Regions from separate parts of the Mus musculus genome. Here region 2 is linked to region 1. Evidence: chromatin contacts called from public promoter capture Hi-C data. All regions are on one chromosome and are shown on one strand. Each heading gives the region's core, a stretch centred on a gene start, on an enhancer-like site or on the middle of the called end of the contact. The rest is flanking DNA. Distances are from core to core; before and after follow the strand shown.

The links. Promoter capture Hi-C pulls out the DNA fragments that hold promoters and counts their contacts.
Region 2: a contact with region 1 is called in a promoter capture Hi-C map of pre-B cells, with 2.7 times the contacts expected there. The contact joins the promoter of Ints3 here to the promoter of Pmvk in region 1. A contact is called at or near these places in 2 of 39 promoter capture datasets (erythroid cells and pre-B cells).

The regions. Positions count from the first base shown.
Region 1 is chr3:89,455,543-89,462,697 of GRCm38.p6, forward strand. It overlaps Pmvk (phosphomevalonate kinase), which reads left to right and starts at 3,576. Exons shown (of 5, transcript NM_026784.3): 1 at 3,576-3,922; 2 at 6,340-6,403. The coding sequence starts at 3,828.
Region 2 is chr3:90,428,986-90,436,140 of GRCm38.p6, forward strand. Ints3 (integrator complex subunit 3) reads right to left here and starts at 4,651. Exons shown (of 30, transcript NM_145540.3): 1 at 3,819-4,651. The coding sequence starts at 3,965.

The sequences.
Region 1 (7,155 bases), core at 2,326-4,825:
TATTTTATTTTATTTTTTGAGACAGGGTTTCTCTGTGTAGCCCTGGCTGTCTTGGAACTCACTCTGTAGACCAGGCTGACCTGAAACTCAGAGATCTTTGTCTGCCTCTTCTGGGATTAAGGACATGTGCCACCACTGCTCAGCCTCTTTTCTGTCCTTTTAGCTCACTGAGAAATAGATTTTGAAGGGAGTGAGACTCTTTTTTTTTTTTTTTTTTTTTTTTTTTAGATTTATTTATTATATATAAGTACACTGTAGCTGTCTGACACTCCAGAAGAGGGAGTCAGATCTCATTACAGATGGTTGTGAGCCACCATGTGGTTGCTGGGGTTTGAACTCATGACCTCTGGAAGAGCAGTCAGTGCTCTTAAGAAACACACCACACACACACACACACTGGGGGGTGGGGAGAGAGAGAGAGAGAGAGAGAGAGAGAGAGAGAGAGAGAGAGAACGAGAACACAATGGCCCAGGCAGCAGTGTTTGGACCACAGGAGACTGTGGCTTCCTCATCTCACACAGTCAAGCAAGCAGTCAGATCTGAACTAACTATGTGCAGATAATGTTATTTTGCAAGGGCCTGGGAAAGAACCCAGGGCCTGGCCTATAGGGCCAGCACTTCCCCTGAGCTTCATTCAGCCCTTCTGTGCTCTCTCTGGCTCCTCTCCCTGGATCTGTGTGTCACTTGCCACTTGGAGAAGAAACAAAAGAAGCTTCAACCCCTGCTCCTTGGGCTCCTGGTCCGGGAAGCATTTCCCCTGTCTACCAGCTTCTGTCTCAGTGGCTCTGACTTGTGGGTAGACGGTCAGCTCTGGAAGAGTCTTTACTGAGTATCATTTTCAGAGGTGGAGAAAGCCCAGAGAATAGCAACTTGTGCAGGCTCCCAAAGTTTGCTAGGACAGAGTCAAGCCAGGAGGAGCCCAGGGCAGTTGAGCTCAGGCTAAAAGTCCGAGTGTGCTCTTTCTTTTTTTTTTTTTTTTTTTTGGTTTTTTGAGACAGGGTTTCTCTGTGTAGCCCTGGCTATCCTGGAACTCACTCTGTAGACCAGGCTGGCCTCAAACTCAGAAATCCACCTGCCTCTTGCTGGGATTAAAGGCATGTGCCACCATGCCCAGCCAGAGTGTTGGAGTGTGCTCTTCTTTTCTCCTCTCCAGTCCCCCACCTCCAACACACACACACACACACACACACACACACACACACACACACACACACACACACACACACACACGTCTTTAAGTCTAGACTCTGAATTGAGTCTGGAGGAGCTATGCACTACAGGTCAGGCTCCTCCTGGTTCTTGTTTCTTGCAGATAGCTCTTTTCAGAGAAGTATGGTTGTGACCACACGGTGGCAGCAGCGGGTCGGACTGCAGGTGGGAGGGTCTGGGAGGGAGGCAGGGGGAAGAAGGGGCCTCTAGGAGCTGCCCCAGGACCTTGAGCAATTGGGTATGTGGTTGTGCAGTCCTAGTCTTGGGTATATGCATCCATAGAGGTCCCCTCTAACTTAGGGGGAAGTCCTGGCCTCCTGGTCTCCCCCATGGAGCACCCATTCTTTCCTTCACTTCTTGATCAGTCATTCGAGACACCACCCGACTCCACCCACATTGTTCCTGGCCCTGCCTTTGATAGCACTTGGTATGCTTTTGAGCATCTGAGGAAAGCATGGAATGCAGTTTGGGGTAAGAAGCAGAGGGAAGGGGCTGGGCAGGTATATCCAGGATGGGAAATGTTCATACTCTGGACTGGAAAACATCTGGTTTTGGAACCAGATGGAGCTAATTTCATCATTTAGAGGTCTAGACCTTGATACAAGTCTCTCAGCCCCTTACTTAATTTTATGTATGTGAGTGTTTTGCCTGCACGTATATTAGTGCACCATATACACGCAGTGCCTATGGAGGCCAGAAGAGGCTGTCAAGATTCCCTGGAACTGGAGTTACAGATGGCTATGAATCACCCTGTGGCTTCGAACTCAGAGATCTTCCTGCCTCTGACTCCTGAGTGCTGAGATCAAGAATGTGTGCCACCATTGCCTGGCTTAGGCAAATACATTCGGAAGTTTTGTGATTGGGACTAGAATTCCAGGGAAATTTGATTCCAGGGTGGGGCTGAAGGAAGGGGTGAGTTATGTCAGGCAGGTTCAGAATTCTGGGTGGAAGTTCTGATTTCTTTTGAGTGAGGGCTTAGTGAGCAGGAGGCCACAAGTGACTTCACCCTATATAGGCTTCGTTGGCCTGGTGAGAGCCAGCTTTCGGTGGGACCCAGAGAAATATTTATTGCACAGAGGTGGGACAATGTGCTGACTTACAAACTGTGAAATCACAGTGCTTAAAACAAACAGTCTGCTGTGAGTGGATACTTTAAAGTTTACAAAGTATTTTGTTGTACAGTTCTGCTTTCCTCTGTTTACCAAGCCTCTCACTTCCTTCTCTTTATTTTATTTTATTTTATTTTATTTTATTTTATGGCCCAGGCTGGCCTGGAATTTGTCTGCTTCCATTTCCAGTGCTGGCTGGCACTTGCCACTAAACCTAGTTTATTCAGTGCTGGCCCTCAAACCTAGGCTTAGGCAGAGGCTCTATCAACAGACAGACATCCTCAGTTCTGGCGATCCTCCCCGGTCCACTCTTTCTGTACCTGACCACTCCTGTTCTTTATTTTAAAATGATTTATGTGTTTTGCCCGTATGTCTGTGTACCTCGTGCATGCAGTTCCCACAGAGGCTAAGGGAGGGCTTTAGGTCCTCTGGAACTGCAGTTCCAGCTGGTTATGAGCGGCTAGGTGGGTGTTCAGCAAGGGCAGCCAGTGCTCTTAGCTGCGGAGTCATCTCTTCGCCGAAGCCTCTTTCGAATACGCAAAGAAATGATTTTCCTAAGAGTTTCTTTACGTTTCACTTTGGTTTTCACAAGACTTTGCAGTCTTATACACTGGAGGCAGTCATAGGCTGCAGGCTTTATTTTGATAAGCTTAGAAAAATGTAGGACAGCAATTTATATCTACAGATAACAGTAAGTAGGTGTCAGAACACTCTTAGTTTTGCCTCTCAACTTCTGGCTGGATGTTGGTCTCCGGAGGAAATTGGGTAATCTTGTTCAGAGTGGCGTCAAAACTCCTTAACCTAAGTTACTAATGTCACCAATGTTCTTTTTCGAGATTCTGAAAAGCTTTGGAGAGGAGTATGCGGCTAAAGAAAAGATCACTTAGTTCCAGCTGGAGGCTTCAGCAGTTACAAAACCTTTTCAACAGTGAAATAGCATACTGTTCATTAAACCCCTCCCTCGCTATGACGTCAAGAAACACACCCTATCATGTCATTGTCTGGTTACTTCTTTGGAAAGAGCTATTTTTAGTGCGGGGCAAACACATATTTGCTTTAGAGCATGAGTTATAACGTACAAATTAAAAGGCAGATTTGAAAATGCCTTCAACATTACTATTTTTCTTTATCTTTATGTTTGGCCGGTTGTGTAGAAGGGAACTTGAGGCTAGTCTTTCCAGCGTCACTCTCGGCTCACCTTGTCAGCCGAGAAGGCGGGGCCATGACGTCACATCTGGGCGGGCGTGGACTGTTCTAAGTGCGTGCTGCGCAGGGGGGGGAGGGCGGGGGGGGGCGGGAAAGGTACTTAGATACTAGGCTGCAAGGCTCTTTCCCTTCCAGTTTCTACGCCCATTCTCTGCGCGCTGGTTTCGATGTGGGCTGTGTAGTGTGGAGAAGGAGTGGGATCCCTCCTCCTTTTTGCTTCTACTGAGCGGGTCCACTTCGTGCTTGGCTGCATTTCAGGGGTCCGAAGTGTCAGCTTTAGGCCTGGTGAAGCTTGGTGGCACCATGGCCCCGCTCGGAGCCTCCCCGCGTCTGGTGCTGCTGTTTAGCGGGAAGAGAAAATCCGGGAAGGACTTCGTGACCGAGAGGCTGAAGAGCAGGTGTCCGCGGGTGCAGGGAAACCGAGGAAGGGCGCTACCGCAAGTGATGGAGGGCTTTATGGAGGGAGCTCGTGGAGGGCAAGGAGGGACAGGATGACAGGGCAGGGGAAGGCAGACCCTCACGGTCAGTAAAACAGCAGCCTGCACAAATCTCCCTCAAAGAACTAGGGGACTGCCACTGCAGATCTATGAAGATGTAGCTCTGCCTTCAAGAAACATGAATTACTACTATTACTATGCTGGCACCTTCAACGTGCCATTCCTGTTTGATGATTGTGGTCTGAGGTAACTGGCCTAGATAAGGAGACTAACAAGACTGTAAAGGTTTTTTTTCAAGACCACGTCCTGAGTGTGTCTGCTGCAAAGAGAATCTGCCCAGAACACCCTGCAATGGCAGGAATTTATGGAATATTCTATGCCAGGTGTTGTGCGTCTATATCATCTCATTTAACCTATTTAGCTTCTTTACCAAATAGTGGTATTAGCAATCCCATGTCACAGATGCAGAAGCAGGGGCCCTTAGGAGCTAAAACCTGGTGTGTGTGTGTGTGTCTCTGTGTGTGTGTGTCTGTGTGTGTGTGTGTCTGTGTGTGTGTCTCTGTGTGTGTGTGTCTCTGTGTGTGTGTGTGTGTGTGTGTGTGGTCCAGCAGCAGGGAGAGCTCATACATGTAGGAGTTCAAGGCCAGAGTGGACAACATGGTGAATTTTTAGTATTAAAATTTTTAAATTTGCTAGGGTTATAAAGTAGCAAACTCAGGATTTAAATTCAGCTTGGCCTGCCTGGAGACACCGTTCACTCACTCTGCCCTGCCTGGAAACACCATTCACTCATTCTGTCCTTCCTTTCTAGATATTTATTTTCAAAGATGTGTTTATGTGATGGGTGTGGGTTTGTGCCTTGGTGTGTGCGAGTGTTCTTGGAAGCCAGAAGAGGGCAGGTGATCCCCAGAACTGGAGTTACAGATGGTTGTGAGCCTTCATGTGGGTGCTGGGAATAGAGCCTTGGTCTGTAAGAAGAGCAGCACTGGGATTAAAGGCATGTGCCACCACACTTGGCCCATCTTCAGCTTTTAAGAAAGCATGGTTCTCGGGGTTGAGCTAAGACTGTCAGGCTTCTGAGGCTCGCCTTTCCCCCAGCCTTTTATTTTTCTTAAGTGATAAGAAAATATTCTAGGAAACACTGTTTTTTGTTTTCTTCTGGAAACTTGGGCTGGGAAAGCAGAGAAGGGGGAGAGAGAATGCTGGGGCTCCTCTCCAAGGGCAAGGTGGTCAGGACACCACGTGTGAGGTACCACAGCCATTCCAAGAGGTTCAGGGGAGCCCTGGGCTGAGGTTCTTACCCCAAACCTTTACCACTAAATAATCACCATCGGTGTCTAAACTTTACTTGTTCTTAGCTCCACACATAGGCAGAAGAACAGCCGGAAGCCTAGACGATGGATGGGGTTCGGCTGCTGGGAGTTCACGGCCTGGCTCAGTGCTTAGTGGATGGTGTACTGCAGATGTCTTATCTGTTCTAGTCAAGTTCTGCTATTGTTAAATGGGCATTACATGGGATGGCTAAAAGAATCAAAGGAGCCAGCCTGTCCCGGAATACAGTGTTGGCTATTTTAATTTACTGTTTCATTACCCACAATGTTACTTTTCTTTTCTTTTTTTTTTTTTTTTTTTTTTTGATTTTTCGAGACAGGGTTTCTCTGTGTAGCCCTGGCTGTCCTGGAACTCACTTTGTAGACCAGGCTGGCCTCGAACTCAGAAATCCGCCTGTTTCTGCCTCCCAAGTGCTGGGATTAAAGGTGTGCGCCACCACCACCTGGCACAATGTTACTTTTAGTTAACTTTCTTCACTCATCCTCATTTTCTTCATCTGGAACAAGAACCAGGCTAGTGAGGTGGTTCAGCAGACAAAGGCACTTGCTGTCAAACCAGTTGTCCTCTGACCCCCCCCACCCAGAAATGATTTTTTAAAGCGGGGAGCACCTATTTCATAGCACACAGGAAACAATTGTAAGTACACTGAGTATCTCAAAAGGGCAAATTATTAATGTTGCGGTAACCAGGTCAACGTTTACTAAGGTCTCTGTGGCTCTGAGAGGTTTATGCTGCCTTTGGAGTCCCAGCATAAACCTGATCCAACCAGAACATCAGCAGGTCTAGAGTTTCCTATGGCAATTATTTAATGCCTTCTGCCTGTTCAGGGCTCTTTTATATGCCTTTGACTTTTGTAATAGTCCTGTGTGACGGTAGGGCAGATGATGCTATTATTTTATCAGTGAGCAAAGAGGATCAGAGAAGGGGAGGCCAAGAGTAGAAATTCCTACGGTAGAAATGAGCAACAGAGGCACTACGCTCCTCTTTTGGATACTGGAGACTGCTGGCAGCGCAGGGTTAACTGGGTCTGATTCCTTGTCCCATAGACTTGGAGGTAACATCTGTGCTCTCCTGCGGCTCTCTGGTCCACTCAAGGAGGAGTATGCTCGGGTAGGTGGTGGCTTGTGGCTTCTGGGGGCGCTGGGATGAGCCTGCTCTTGGAGAAATGGCTACTGCTTGAGTCACTGGCTCAAGAGAGTCTAGATCTGATGTCCTATCTTAAGGACAGACAAACAAGAAAAGGAAGGGGTCCAGGAAGGGCTGTAGGCGCTTGAGTTGGCAGCTCTGATGCCTCGTAACTTACAGGATCTGTACTATAATCCCCTTTCTTCAACTATGTCACACTGGCATACTCTGCTACCCACCTGGCCTGATGCAACCCTGGGATTCTCGGGGCTTGGGAAGAGGGTGCCGTTGATAAAATGCTTGCTGTGACCTGATTTCTATCCTGAGTACCTACAGAAAAAGCCAGGCAATTGTGCTGTAATCCCAGCGCTAGGGAGGCAGAGACAGGCAGATCTCTGTAGCTTGCTTGCCGGCCAACTTGGTTTAATTGGTGAGGTCTAGGTCCCAGTGGGAGACCTTTTCTCAAAAACAAAATAAAAACCTCAAGGTGGATGGAGCAATATCTGAGATTGCCGACCTGTAATCGCGTGTAGACGCACAGGTACACACCTTTCCCCCAAAGAAGTTTAGGCACATGAACTGTTAGGACACATGGTTAGGTGGGCAGAAAGCGAGACGTAGAGCAGTGTGCAGATGGGCCTAGTCAGTGTGGCTTTGGTATAACACAGCAGCTGAGACTGGGTACTTTGTACAGAAAAGAGATATATAACACACAGTTGTGAAGGTCCAAGAACATG
Region 2 (7,155 bases), core at 3,401-5,900, 970 kb after region 1:
TTCTCAGACATGCCGAGTTATTTCCTGGAGTAAATATGGTGGGGAGATACATCCATCTTGCCAAACCTAACTTTGAGACCTATCTTTAAGATATTCTGATTTCTTTGGGCCACAGTTCCTGCTTTTGGCCTGACTTCAAAGTGACTGGTCCTTCCCTGGCAAAGGAATAGCCAGGGCTGTGACTCCTCATGAGACTAGGAACTACATGTTCTAAACTCCAATCTCTGGCACTATTTTTATCTCATTCCCTCCCCAAACTAGAATTGGGATGGTCAAGTATACTTCTGTCTTCAAAGGAAGGAATGGGGCCAAAGAGAAGAAGGGATACAACAAACACTCCCCAGGGTAGGAAAGTCACATCCCCTGCCCAGGGTGACTTTGTAAAGGGCTTCCTGCTCCAGGCCAGTGAGCATGTGAATCATGTTCAACGATGACCACCTCTTCACACCCTCAGCTACCTTTTCAGGACTTCTTGCTGGGCATTACTTTGTCTTGAGATGATAAACTTTAGGGTGCACACTTCTTATTTTCCTATCAGACTCAACATACTTTATGAACATAGGGGCAAAAAAGCAGACCGAGTTTCCTGGAAAACAGCTAGTCCTATGATGGAAAATTACCAAGTGAGAACAAGCAGAGGCCAGTTGGTCAACAACAGGTGTTGATAACTTCTGTTTGCAAAGATCTTCAGAGAGGCACAGAGGAAGAAGAGGCCAGGAAGCCTTGTCCTTACACACTATGGTCTAGTGGGATAACAGAACCACGCCCATGGGGGGCGGGTAGTGTAGCAAGACTTGCTGGAAAAAGAAGATGCAAAGGACAAAGGGCAAAGTGGAGTGTGGAAGGGGAGCTTGAGACTCCCTGGAAGCATCCACACACACCATGAAAGAAACCAGACAGAGACAAACAACCCCTCCCTTTTCTCCCTAGGAAGCTGAAAGTTCATTCTCAGAGTCTAAAAAGGCAAGAACATAAAGGCTTCTGATCGCTCTTGTGATCTTTCCCAGCCACATCACTTACTGCTCAGAAAAGGATGCTGTACTATATCCTATGGCACAAACTAAATCAGGGATTTACATAGGGTTCTATAGGAATAGAGATAAGAATCAATAGACTCTCAGCCAAGCATGGTGGCGCAGAGTCTTAAAATGTAAGAAAAACTACTTAAGGCCAGGCAGTGGTGGCCCACGCCTTTAATCCCAGCACTTGGGAGGCAGAGGCAGGTGGATCTCTGAGTTCGAGGCCAGCCTGGTCCACAGAGTGAGTTCCAGGACAGCCAGGGCTACACAGAAAAACCCTGTCTTGGAAAAAAAAAAAAGAAGAAAGAAAGAAAGAAAGAAAGAAAGAAAGAAAGAAAATAAGAGAGAGAGAGAGAAAAAGGAAGGAAGGAAGGAAGGAAGGAAGGAAGGAAGGAAAAGAAAGAATGAAATAGAGAAAGGAAGGAAGGAAAAAAAGAATCAATAGACTCTCATCCAACCTTGGAATCCTTTGTCTTTCAGCTGCTCTGATGGAAGGATCAGAGACAGTCAGTCACCTACTGACTGTTTACCCTCTGAGCTCTGGTGCTAGAATACCAGGCTCAATACTTGACAGTCAAAGTGGTCACAGTTAAGTTCCAGATGTAACTGGAAAGTGGTGGTGCACACCTTTAATACCAGTGCTTGGGAGGCAAGCGGATCTCTGAGTTAGAGGCCTGGTCTACAGAGTGAGTTCCAGGATATCCAGGGCTACACGGAGAAACCCTGTCTTAGAAAGGAAGGAAGGAAGGAAGAGGAAGAGAGAGAGAGAGAGAGAGAGAGAGAGAGAGAGAGAGAAGTTTCAGACTAGACAAACTACTAGATACTATCTGAAAAATAAAACAGAGCTGCAGAGAGGCTCAGCAGATAAAGAGCTTTGCTGTAGAAACATAGTGACCCAAGTTCAATTTGCAGAACCTGCAAGAAATTGAAGGAGAGAACAACCCCATAAAGATAATTCTCAGACCTCTACATACATTTCAGAATGTGCACACCACATACATATGTCACTCACACACACACAAAGTTTTAATTGAAACAGGAAAAAAATGTAGCTGGGTAGGACAAGGTGACACAGTGGTCATGAGCCTACAATCATCTTGCCTCAGTCTCTTTGGAGTGTTGGGATTACAAACCTGTGCCTGGGCCACCGTGCCTGGCTTAGAAGTACTGTTTACATTTCTAATTATGCCTTCTTGATTAGAAGAAGAAAAAGGAGGAGGAGGAGCAGGAAGAACAGAAATAGCAAACTTGTCTAAATGCTTATAGAATTATACAATGAAAACATAACTCACTTTCCAGCCAGCCAGACGTCTGCTGGCAGATAAACCACACAGTTGCTATAAGACCAGTTTGGTTCAAGTTCACTGCTTTCTTTTGAGACAGGGTCTCTGTAGTCCTGGCTGTCCTAAAGCTTGCTATGTAAACCAGGCTGGCCTTGAACTCAGAGATACTCCTCTGCCTCTAGTGCAGGCCCATAAAGTTTCTTTTTGTGTGTATGTGCCATCATCTTGCGATCTACTGTATCTTCTTCTTCTGCCTTTTGTTTCTGATGGCAAGATCTAGCTAATGATGCCCCAGCTAGCCTAGAACTCTCTACACACTCACCATTCATCCTCATTCATATTCTCAGTCTATCTCTCTCTTTCTCCCTGACTCAACCTTCCAAGTGCTAGGATTACAGATGGGAACCACCACGCAAGGCAATCTCACATTTTTTCAACTCTGAGTTTACCTGCCTACTCTGGCATGTGATAAAGGACTGTGACATAGTGTCAGGGAAACAGCCTGTGAGTGAGGGGACAGGGCCTGTTCATTTCCTCCCCCTATCCTTGGGTAACCATGGAACTGAATGCTTTAGGCTTTACAAACAGTTCAACAATCATGCCTCCGTCTGTCCTACATCCTAAGTACGTCTTCCTGTGTGTAAGTTGTGGAAGTGGCTACACAGATCATCTCTAGTTAGTCAAGCACAGGGTGAGACCAAGCAAAGAAAAGGAAGGGACAAGCCTCCTCACTCATGTTCTGTGTCTGCCTGTCGTTGTTTTGTTTTGTTTTGTTTTGTTTTGTTTTCTGAGGCTGGGTTTCTCTCTGTAGCCCTGGCTGTCCTGGAGCTCTCTTTGTAGACCAGGCTGGCCTCAAACTCACAGAGATCCACTTGCCTCTGCCTCCCGTACCTCTCCTTCGTGTGTGTATGTACTCTCTGGTACTAAGGAAAGCAGTCCCCTATATACTGGCTCACCCCACTGCTATGACTGATATTACCAAACTAGATACTACTTACTTGTAAGTCTTCACTCACTCTATAAATGCTCGGTTAAAATCACTGACAAGTGTCTGTATCCACACACAGTCAATGATACCATCTAAGAAGAGGGGCCAAGTCTGTAGGAAGTTGCCAATCCTCAGACACCTGCCTGTAAACACATATATACTTTTCAACTTAACACTCTCAAATAGGGTGGATATTTTAGATAGCTATTGGTGTGTATGTGGGAAGAAATGAAAATAACTTTGGTCAGTACTGATGCTACATCCCTTCTGTAACCAACACCCCTCACACCCATTTTCTTAATAGCGGCAGCTGTTACTAGGGCAACCTGTCCAGGAAATTGACCCACACTTCTTCCTCCAGAAGCAGGAAGCAAGAGCAATGTTTCTGCCTTACAAAAAAAAAATAATAATAATAATAAATAAATAAAATAAACTTGAAGGCCTTTTCTCCCCACCCCCACCCCATATGCGATCCAGCATCCCTCCTCAACCCAATTCCTTACTCCCTTCCCCACCCCCCACACCTACCTCCTCTAACTCATCCTTGGCATCCAAACTGGTTGAAAGTAGCAGCCTCCCCCCTCCTGGGGCTCCTGCTCCCGCTCCTCCTCCTCCACCTCCCGCTGCTCCTGATGCAGCAGCTGCTACGGTCCCCTTTCCCTTCTGTAACTCCATGGCTGCAGCCAAGAGACCAGAAGAGGTCAAGGGAGTAGACGGGTGTTAAGTCCTAGAAATGGAGAACTCTGGCTTGCCAAGGACGAGGAGCAAGAGGAACAAGTGGGAGGGAGGCCGACAGGCCTGGCTTTCCGCACTCTTGCCTCCTCTCCTGCGGAGGGGGAAGGCGCGGGTTCTCTAGATGCTCCCTCAGGAGTGGCCGGGCTGGGGCAAAGCTTTTGCGCAGAAGTATGGTAGACTAAGGGTCTTGTGTCCTGCAGGGAGATAGGCAAGGCTGCCACCCTTGCAGAAGTGGAGGGGGAAACCCTCTGGCTTCTTATCCTGAAAGGAGGGGAAACCCTAAGTTTCTGCCTCTCGAGGCGTGGGAAGGAGTCCTGGCCCTGAATTGGGAGTGGGAAACCTTCCCGGCGGGATTGGGAAACGCGGTTCCTTGGAATCCGGCCCCTAGCGGGTGAGGATGCAGCAGGAGCGCTATGGGAGGACCAGCTTCTCCCCACACCACACAGAGGCGGCCATGGTGGAAGGGCGGGGGAGGCTGAGAGTGCCCGAGCGGGCAGAGTCGTCGCCGGCGCCGGAAGTGAGCAGTCGCGGTCCCGGGCGTCCGCCAATAGCGGCTTCCGCGGTGGCGCCAGGTCTCTAAGGAGTAAGCCGACGACGGCGGACTGGCCTTTTCCCGGGCTGCCAATTGTAGGGAGAAGAATTGAGTCTGGTCTGACGGGCAACAAGTGTGCCCAATCGCATCCTTCCTCTGCATCTGGAGGCGGGACGGGAGGTACGGAGTGGGTGCTACTGCTGGGCGATCCGGAAAAAGCCGGGCTGCGCCTGCGCGCGCCAACACGCATGCGCGACGTTTCCCTCTTGCTCCACTCCCTACAGGTGTTCGGAACGTTGTCCTTGGGTAGTAGGCTGGGAGGATGGAAACCTAGCCCATAAGTGTCTATTCAGGAAAAGGAGCTGCCGAGTCCCAACCCCTACGCAGTCGCGTAGCAAACGCCCTCAGGGTCTGAAGCTACTTCCTGAACTAAAAATGCTACACGCGGCCGATTGTATGAGCTCTTGGGTGTGCAATTATTAGTAACAATTTGAAAACAAAAAAAGTGCATTGATTCTCTAGTGCAAACCAAATAGTTAGAATCGTACCAGCACTCGCTTTAACACAGTTTACTAAGTGATGGGACCTCGTCTTTTGAGACTCTGGGACTGACAAATGTCACTGAAGCCTATTGTATTTACACACACACAATCCATTGAGAGTTGTGGTTTGTTGTGATCATAGTAGGGCTTGATTGTATGAGAGTTCTTTTACCGTGCGTCTCTCAACAGAACTTTTCATTTTTAGGCGTATGAGCCTATTGCTGTCCACAGCTCTAAGGTGGGTGTGGTAATATATGCCTGCCATCCTAATACGTGGGAAGCTGGCCCATCAAATTCATGTTCCCCTTCCGTCCCCCATTTGTAGATATAGGCCTATTTTCCTGCACTATCCATTTTCAAGGCCAGTGGGCAGGTAAATTGTTAACAATGTCCTTGGAAGAATTCCAAGTTCCATAGCTACTGTTTTGGGAGTGAAGCACTCTTGAACCCAAGCTGGCCTCACTTTTGTGGCATTCTTTCTGCCTCCCAGGGACTTCTGTATCCTAATTACAAATAAAATAAGACCCGGACTGGCCGATCTCCAAATACACTTCTGGCATTCTACAATCCTCCTGAGTAAGCTTTGAATAACTTCTAGGTAAAGGACTGATTCAGCCTCGGAACTACAAACAAGTCATTACAATAGCTTAATATAACCGGGACACATGTATTGGATGGAAAGAAGAAAAAGAAAGGGCCGGGCGTGGTGGTGCACGCCTTTAATCCCAGCACTCGGGAGGCAGAGGCAGGTGGATTTCTCAGTTCGAGGCCAGCCTGGTCTACAAAGTGAGTTCCAGGACAGCCAGGGCTACACAGAGAAACCCTGTCTCAAAAAAACAAAAAAAAAAAAAAAAAAAGAAAAAAGAAAAGAAGGAAGGAAAAAAGATGTATAATACTGAATATTCTTTCCATTTTTTTTTTTTTTTTGAAGTGTACTGGGTTTGTTTGTGGTACTGATGATTGAACTCAGGAATTCAAAATAGGTAAATGCCCTGCCAGGGAACTTCCATGTGCTTTTTTTAATTTTAAAAATTCATTTATTGTTTTTTGAGACACTTGTTCCTATGTAGGTAAGGATGACTTTCCTGATCCTCTCAAGAGTTAGGACTGCATGTGTGCACCACCACAATTGTGCTTTATAGCATCTTTAAATAAGCACTGTATAGTGTAGTGGGGGCTGGCGCTGGGGTGCTTGCCTTCCATCTGCAAAGCTGCATTCACTCAGGAAGTGGTGGCGCACGCCTTTAATCCCAGCACTTGGGAGGCAGAGGCAGGCAGATTTCTGAGTTCGAGGTCAGCCTGGTCCACAGAGTGAGTTCCAGGACAGCCAGGGCTACACAGAGTAGCCCTGTCTTGAAAAAAAAACAATAATAATAATAATAATAGTAATAATAATAATAATAAAGGAAGAGGAAGAAAGAGGAGTGAATTGCTGGAGAGATGGAACAATGTAAAAATTGTTTGTCCTGAAGTGCGAGGAGTGGACTTTGGGTTTCTAGAGCCTATATGTGTGTGTGTGTGTGTATATATATATATATATATATATATATATATATATATATATATAGTGCCTAAGCAAGCATGTGTTCACTCAGATGTGTTTGGTGTTATTCCTTAGGGACAATCCACATTGTGTTTTGTATTGTTGTTGTTTTGTTTTTTATTTTTGGTTTTTGTTTTGTAGAAACCTAGGGTTTGTGTTTGGGCTAGGGCAGCTGAGCAGCAGGCCCAAGGATTTGTCAACCTCCACCTCCCTGGCACTGCGTCTGTCACAAGCTTCTTGCCATGCCCCATTGTTAACGTGGGAGCAAGTGATCAAACTCAGATACTCATGCATGCACAGTAGCCAGCTGAGCTCTCCCTCTGACATTTGTTTATTTATGTATTGTTTTTTGCACTCCAGAGGCAAAGGCAGGCAGATCTTTGAGTTCAAGGCCAGCCTGATGTACAGAAGAAGTTTCAGGACAGCCAAGATTACACAGAGAAACCCTGTCTCAAAAAACAAAACAAAACAAAACAAAACAAAACAAAACAAAAAAACTTTCTGCTTTAGCCT